3 separate regions of the Zea mays genome follow, and all the other regions are linked to region 1. A link is a contact called in public Hi-C data. All regions are on one chromosome and are shown on one strand. The core of a region is the stretch at or near the end of the contact, and the rest is flanking DNA. Distances in the headings are between cores, read along the strand shown.

Region 1 (2,700 bases), core at 110-2,609:
CTATAGTGAGCCTACTTCTTAGCTCTCATGTTTAGGTACATTGGAGCTAATTTTAACTAATTTTTAGTAAGCTAGTACTCCATTCATTCGAAAATAATATTAGTTTTTTACATATATGATAATGAATAATGAATCTAAACATATATGTTTTTTACATATATGATAACAAATAATGAATCTAAACATATATGTAAAACACATACATGAAGTATAATATGAATCCATTAAAATTTTAAAACCGATTTTAATTTGAGATAGAGAGTAATTAGTACTCTCTGTGTTCTAAAATAGTAACCGTTTTAGCTCTTGATTTTTATGTCTATATTCAAATAGATGATAATAAATCTAGACATATATACAAAACACATAAATTGATTATTGTATCACTCTAAAACGAATTTTATTTTAGACAGAGTGTGTAACAAACAACAATATAAGCACAGTAGTTTCTCTGTTGACTATACTCTTTTTTCACTGTGTGAACTGTGATCCCACGATCTCCTCCCATCCGGTCCCACACATGTTACTTTGCTTTGCCAAAAACAGTTTGGCCGTAAACGTGTGCATATGCCCTTTTGATCCCACCAGGAACCAAGACTGAACTCTTGTCATGCATGCATATGTCCACGTGCATAAGGCCCCATGACCCACGTGGCCAGTTCTTTTTTTAGGAAAAAAATTGAATGAAGACGATCCCCGTTATACAACTATCCATAAATTTACGACGCATGTCTACGTAACACATGAAACTGTTGTTTAAATTGAGGAAAGTAATTAGAAAAATATATATATACACTTCGTTTTAAAAACATGATAAATAAATAAATACGTGTCATAAATCTAAGGTGGGTGTCTATACTTATTCAATGGATCATTTTCACTTTTTTTTTGCATTTTGCGAGCGAAACCTAAACTTATCAGCGATGTGTGGGCTGAGCTACTTGCCTGGTGAGTTGGGGCGACTGCAGCAGTGCAGGTCGTTGGTCCGGAGGACCTCCTTGGCAGCATCCGGCGAGGAGACGACGACCGTGCGCACGCGCCCGAGCTGCACCTCCACGATGGGGCCGTACCGCCGCGCGACCGCCTGGAAGTAGCGGTGCGGCCGGCTGCCTATCTGGAGCAGGTTGCCTAGCACCGGCAGCTGCTTCGGGGGCCCCGGGGGAGCACGCCTTCGTTCTGCTGCTCCTTGCTCTCTGCTCCTCCGCCCGGACGACAGCAGGCAGAGGAGGAGGAGGAGTGGCACCACCAGCAGCTGGGGGAGAAGAGGCCATCCTGTCGCTAGCTCATGGGAGCGGGACTGCGCGTCGTCCATGACGCTCTATGTTTGTTTCCTTGCTGGACTTGATGATCAGCGTGCGTCTGCAATTGCGAGTTGCAACGAGGACTTGCCGTGGCGGATTTTGCTTATAACTAGATACTTCGTGCTGGATTTAGTGCAACGATATATTTTTTTTTCAAAAAAAGGGATGGGCAGGAAAGTGATGCTGGGAAACGCCAATGTACTCAAGTCTATCCATTGATACAGTATGAATTTTATCTATACCACGCGTGGACCCTCCGCCCGTGCAGCCCTTAGGGCGCGAAAAAATAGTGTAGAGCGAGTCCTGAAATCTATATTTTTCTACTCTAAAAATTTAGAGCTAATCATCAAACCACGTGTATCTTAGTGTTTAGAAATAAACAATAATTATATTTAAATAAATATCTCAATTGATATATAACATAACTGTAGCAAAGCACGTGCAACTGTGTAAAGTCTAATAAATATATAATAGCGTGTTTGGTGTAGTGCTAGATCAAAACTCCAAATAGAAGCTCATGAGACCCTACCAAATACCTTAGCTTCAAAGTTACAAACTTTATGAAGATTTTAGCTCCAGTACAAATTTTTTAGAGTACCTCTTTTTATCGTTCGGAAGTGTGAAATCTCTAAAAAACAACAACATAAACATATAGCTTTGAGTTATTTATATGTCACTGCAACTAGTTATAATAAAGCAATTTAAACTCGCTCCACCCAGAATTTTGGAGTAGGGCTACTCTAGAGTGGAGCTGAGCCATACCAAACACGCTTTAAAACTGGTCGTTTGGCCGGGCCGAATATCGAGCCAGCGCGACCGAGCTCGAGCTGACTCGTTAAGGTAATGAGCTGGCTTGACTCAGTTTATTAAAGAACTAAGTCAGAGAATAAGCTTGATTTTGCGAGCTCAAGTTGACTTGTTTAGCTCGCGAGCCAAAAAATAGATATGTACAATATAATCAGTTACCGATTACTTTTAGACTAATTTAACACTAAAAAAAGTAAATAATACTCACAATTTCACATACCATATCATTACAACACCAAATTAACACAGTTCATTAATTATTATTTCATTCAACACAAGTGTAGATTTTGTTTTGCTGACAAATAATTGCTTGTCTATACAATACATAAAGCACCAGTTTCAACGGTCGTCCCGCATCATTTTTTACAAATAACCCCTCACACTATTTCAAATTAACCCGCTGCACGCCTATAGATGGTCAAACGGTGGCCCGGCACGGGCCAGACGCCCGCGGGCCATAGCTCTGGCCCAGGCACGTCATGCCGACCTGCTGACTGTGCCGGGCCAGCCCGTTAGCCTGTCACGTGCAACTGTATAAAGTCGAATAAATATATAATAGCGTGTTTGGTGTAGTGCTAGATCAAAACTCTAA
Region 2 (2,700 bases), core at 174-2,673, 140 kb after region 1:
GCCCGAGGCGTACAGCAACCCTGTCGTCTACAGTCGTCTTCATGATTACATCGCCATGGCGCAAGAGGTCCATGGCCTAGAATATGATCCGAGCACCGAGCAGATCGACCCCGATGTGCTCATGAGGGTCGGAGGAGGCAAGAGACATGGGCGGTACTAGATTGCCGACGGGGCAATCGACTCGTCGTCCACTCCCACTCTGTCTTAGGTGCGAGCAAGGAGCACGGGCTCGAGTCCAACCATACGACCTCGGCACGACAGCTCACAGCATCGCATACAGCAACTCGAGGTTAGTGCTTTTATAACTCGCCATTTCTTGAGTTATATACCTTCTTTTTGAGTTACTATAACATTGTCTTGGAATATTACAGACCCAGCTAGAAGAAGAGAGGAGCGAACACCAAGAGATGGAGGCGAGGATGGAAGCAGAGCGGGAGGCCCGCCTGGCAGATCAGCAGAGGATGGCGAAGATGTTTCAATATATGCAGAGCCTTGGCGCCGCATAGGGTTTCGCTCTGCCACCTCCATTGTTCCCTACAATTGATCTTGCACTGTTCCATACTCCTGCGAGTATCAAAATTGTAGTTAGATGTTGGTAATGCATCTGGTATAACACATGCAATCTCTTCTCTGTGCAGGGCTGTAACATCCAAATTCTAAACTTGGGATTGGTAGACAAAATCTGAGCAAAGTACCCTTGATAAATAATTGGACGTTATAATTCACCCTTTTAAAGGTAGATGATCATAATAAAATAATGATAGTTAAAATAAATCATAATAAAGAGTAGACATTTAAAAATGTTCCTATCAAAACAAAGGGAGAATTTTTATTTTGAGTACACACCCAAAATAATAATGTATTGCAATAATGTGTTGTACTTCATGTTGAAAACATTACCTAATTAAAATAGTAATAAAATAAATAAAGTAATACTATGTAGAAATTGTGAATCAAGTTGGGGTTTTGCTTATGCATAAATTTGAACTTTAGAATTCAAACTTGGTTTGAATTGGATTTGAAATAAGAATTTGAAATAGATATCAAAAAAGAAAAAGAAAGAAAAAGCTTCTCCGCTTGGGCCCATCCGTTCCGTGGCCCAACTTCCTTTTCCCACTCGCGGCCGAGCAATCCCCGCCCGCGTACTCTACCATGTGGGCCCCGTTGGTCAGTGGCTCCCTCTCGTGTGCGCTGCTCTCCGCATCCGTGCGGGGTTGAGAGCACCTTCGGGCTGACAGTGGGCCCCCCTCATCAGACTCTCCTGTTCACCTTCTCCAACTGCAACAGCGTGTTATCTCCCACACGAGCTCCGTAACTGAATCAACGAATTCACCGCGAGGTTGTAGATCCAATTCCTTGATCCGTGCTCGGACTCTATCCGTTCTTGGGGTATAAAAACACTTCCGTCGGCCCTACCTTGCCCCCATCATCCATGGAGTGCAGAGGACATCAGAGCGAGAGAGAGAAGAAAATTTGTCGCTGCGGGGTGGGAGCTGTGAAGGACCGCCGCGCACGCTGGCCATCTGCGACCTCACTGCGGCTGTATTGGCTTGCCGGTGAATCACCAAAGCTCGTGTACCTGGGCTCTGCGTGGGTGGTCACGATTGGGTATCCAGGCAGGGTGGCTACCTTGTCAGACTCCATCTTTGCCGACGTGGTTCGACCTCCACCGCGATTAGGGCATAGCGCCACCGGATTCACGGTACAAATTACTCCCTCTTGAACTTCCTTTGTACTGGATCGCGTTGCACTGGTTGGCTTGCGTCGGAGCTAGTGGAATTGCTCTCTGTGAAGCCTGGCGCCGCCGCGGGCCGCGCCATTCCGTGGCTGGGATCGTCGAGAATTTAATAGCAGAAATTGGTTCCACGTTCGAGTTCTACTCCGTTCCCTCATCATGTGGCACCAAATCACCCATGGATTAGAGCATCGGGGCGCCGAATTGGCCTATGCCGGTGGGATCGCCGCTGCGGCTTGCCCTGCACCGCCGCCTGGTTGGTATGGTGTAGGTGATGGTCCCAGTACCGTCGATCTGATGAAGAACGGTGGCGATTAGAAACAGAATGTCGGTCTGGTCGGATGTGGCGTGGGTCGTTCGATTCCGATCGATCGGACGTGCGTGGGATTAGGTTGCGTACCGGTTTGCATGGTAGTGGAGTTAATCCTGGCCGTTCACACTTGATCGGACGACTGAGGACTTATGATACCCCTTCGGATCGCTGACTTTACAAATAGGACCCTCTGTTTTAGGTAACAAACTCGCGGTCCACTGCAGAAGTAGAGTGAGTCTAGGAATTTTCATAGATTAGCCCCTGTGCTTCCTGGTATTGGTGTGCGCAGTCCAGGAGATAAAGAAAATAAGAAAAAAGAATTTAGAAATTGATTTTGAGTTTAAAAATAATTGCAGAAGCTCAATTAATTCATAGAAAATTCGTATGATGTCCAAATTAGTCCATTCCAATTGCTATAATTTTGTAATATTATTGTTTATCATTTGTACCACTGTTTTGGCATAAAAGTCATATTAAAATTTATATTCTATTTAATCTTGTACAAAGCACATAAAACCTTAGGAAATTCATAACTCCTTCGTTTTAACTCCGATTTGATATGTTTCAGTTGCGTTAGCTTCGTATAAGTATTTACTATGCAATAACAACACTTATTATACCATGTCTTATTATGTTATAATTAGGTCTTTAT
Region 3 (2,700 bases), core at 74-2,573, 220 kb before region 1:
TGCCATAGATCAACATATGGCACCCATGAAAAGTCCTGTGTACTCAGCTGAGTAAGTTCTTTCTTGATAGTATCAACTGTGGGCTGAAAATGGTGGGGGAACAACTGCAAGCACTTAACTGCGGTCCCAACTATGTCTGTACTTTCTGAAAGCTGCAGTATTACACTAAAGAAAAACTCATCCTCCAGCGTATTTCTGTCTTTCTTGATAAATACCAGGCACGCTTCTATTCCGTGCTCTTCCGTAACAAAGGGCACCAACCATAGTAGAAGCGATGGGTACTCGTTTCCGTGAACAATTTTATGTTGTAGTTCCTTGCCTGCAAAAAGGTGCTTGGCAAAAGAGTTGAATGGCATGTGACAGCAAGGTGTGCCACCAAGCTCTATGAATCTCAGAAGCTCACTAGCACTGTCTGCAAACCACTCAAATCTTCTAACAGCAGATCTGCTGGACTCAAAGCTGTTGCGGCCAAAGCCAGAGAAAATAAAGGATTTGGTAGCATGTGCTATTCGTCTTGGAAAGTAGGAATTCCTAACCTCCTGTTCCATCTGCTCATCTTCGAGGATCATCTTCTTGTATTTGTATAGCGTGTCATCACACTCTTTAGCAGCTCGCTTCAGCTTCTTGCGCCAACGCAGCAATGACAAATCAGTGACGTGCCACTTGCTGCATGTTTCAAGAGCTGCCTCCAGCTTGATATGCGCCATCTCAAGCCTCTCCAAGTTATCATTTGGATTTGAGTCTTCTTTGCCCTCGTAGCTGTGAACCAGACCGGATAGAATTTGGCTAACTGTCTCCTGGACAACCATAGAACTGACCATCTCGGTCATTAGGATCCAATAAGTATTTGTAGCATCCCTTCCCTGTTCAGAAAAAAAAACACAATTGTACATGAGGAGACTAAACATATGGACAAAATCTTGGACAGAATCAAAAGTGTTCCACTGAGGTGAGGAACAATGGATCACCAGAAAATATTTAGCTTACTAGCTGTAAAGGAGCAAGGACCTACCCTCAACTGAAGTGCAAGGAAGTGATGAGTAGTTCTCACAAGTGTATATAAAGACATTCTTGAGGGAAATGTGAATGTGATGCCCAACAACGGGGGTCTGGTAGTGACCGGTGCACATGAGTTGGTGTGTGAAAGAAAAATACTGATGAGTGACTGTGTTTCTGACCTAATTAATGCCGAAATGAACATCCTTTTCGACTTAACAATATGAGAATCTGCCAGGTGGCACGTGAAAAAAAAAACAAATGAGGGCTGCAGTGATATTTGACAATGACCAGACAACAAAGCAAAAAGACAAATCGAGCGCTTGTACTTTTGTGCACGGATGGAAAAGGAATTCAGCAAAGGCATGAAACTATACAGAGGGTAGCTTTTGGTCATGTTGAACACCGGATCTTAGAAGAAGACCAGAGCACGGGATAAAAAGCTTCTAGAACTCCCTGTACACGCGGCAAAGGCACCAATCACTAGGATGAGCCTGCCTGGGTGGTCACTGGTCAGCAGAGCACAGCGCGTGGACGCCAGAGAGGAAACGGCTGCTGTTTATGTTTTTGGGGTTGGAGAGACTAGACCACTGCCGTGCAAACAGCAGGTCCCGTGGAGAACAGTCAAACAGCAGGTGCAGAGGCAAACAAAAGCCAGAAAGCATCAGAAGACCCCAGCCATGCACGGGGAGACTGCAGTTTCAACTTCTTCCTGAAATCATCAGGCAGACACAGAGGTCTATCAAATGGACAAACCTCAAGTCAAATAAAGTTGGCAGCAGATGCAATGACCAGCCACAGAGATCAACTATAGACCACTTAAAATAAAATTCACACAGAAATCAACTCCACACCTCTTTAAAACACATCACAGTTGCTTTGTTCCTCGAACACCCCATTTCCAGTCTCGTGTCCCCTTGTCCATGCACGCTACATGCTTTTAGAATATAATAGGATACATGCACCGAGTACAAAAAAAAGAAAAGGTTAGTGTGAGAACCAACAGCGGGCGAAAGCTGTCTTCAGCAGTCGCATCGCACCCCAATCTAACCCTCTATTTTAAACTCCACACTATAAATAGTACCATTTATAGTACGAAATAGTGTTTTGCACGGTCATATGTATGTTCGGTCCAGCATCACCTAATAAGAAACTTTGAGAATATTTTAGGGGGTGTTTGAATGCACTAAAACTAATATTTAGTGGATTAAATTAGTTGAGACATCCAAACATCCTACCTAATAGTTCAGCTATTAGCTATTTTTAATAAATTAGTTAATAGTTAGGTAGTTATTTGTTAGCCAGCTAATTTTACTAATAATTTTTAGCTAACTAACTATTAGTTCTAGTGCATTAAAACACCTCTTTAAAAGGCCTTGGCCTCGTAGAAGCAACTTGGAGATATTTTTTAGGCAACTTGGAAATCTTTTTTAGGCGTCTTGGTTAGCAGTAGACAATGAGCATGGAAATTCTTTTTGTGAATTTAGCTAGCAGTGGTGCTTTCTAGTCTAGTCTAGTAGACGAAACTAGGGGCAGATGGGCAGATCCAGGACCGGGGCTGGGCCCAGCATCTTTAGCAACAGGCATCATGTCTGTGACTCTGTGGCCACAGGAAAAGAATCCATCCACACATAGCAGTACACAAGGAACTTGGAAAACTCGTGGTTGCTTCACACTGGAAACTTCTAGTAGATGAAGCCAATA

What was found. Hi-C and Micro-C count contacts between places; a contact is called where the count stands out from the background.
Region 2: a Hi-C map of endosperm shows a contact between it and region 1, with 4 times the contacts expected there. The contact joins the promoter of LOC100278616 here to the promoter of LOC100273473 in region 1. A contact is called at or near these places in 2 of 25 Hi-C or Micro-C datasets (endosperm and leaf).
Region 3: a Hi-C map of ear shows a contact between it and region 1, with 2.6 times the contacts expected there. The contact joins the promoter of LOC103649859 here to the promoter of LOC100273473 in region 1. A contact is called at or near these places in 3 of 25 Hi-C or Micro-C datasets (bundle sheath, ear and tassel).

The regions. Positions count from the first base shown.
Region 1 is chr7:32,566,505-32,569,204 of Zm-B73-REFERENCE-NAM-5.0, forward strand. It overlaps LOC100273473, which reads right to left and starts at 1,360. Exons shown (of 3, transcript NM_001147910.1): 1 at 946-1,360. The coding sequence starts at 1,312.
Region 2 is chr7:32,707,135-32,709,834 of Zm-B73-REFERENCE-NAM-5.0, forward strand. It overlaps LOC100278616, which reads left to right and starts at 1,424. Exons shown (of 2, transcript NM_001407528.1): 1 at 1,424-1,702. The coding sequence starts at 1,433.
Region 3 is chr7:32,346,888-32,349,587 of Zm-B73-REFERENCE-NAM-5.0, forward strand. It overlaps LOC103649859, which reads right to left and starts at 1,324. Exons shown (of 2, transcript XM_020541622.3): 1 at 1,013-1,324; 2 at 1-863. The coding sequence starts at 1,201.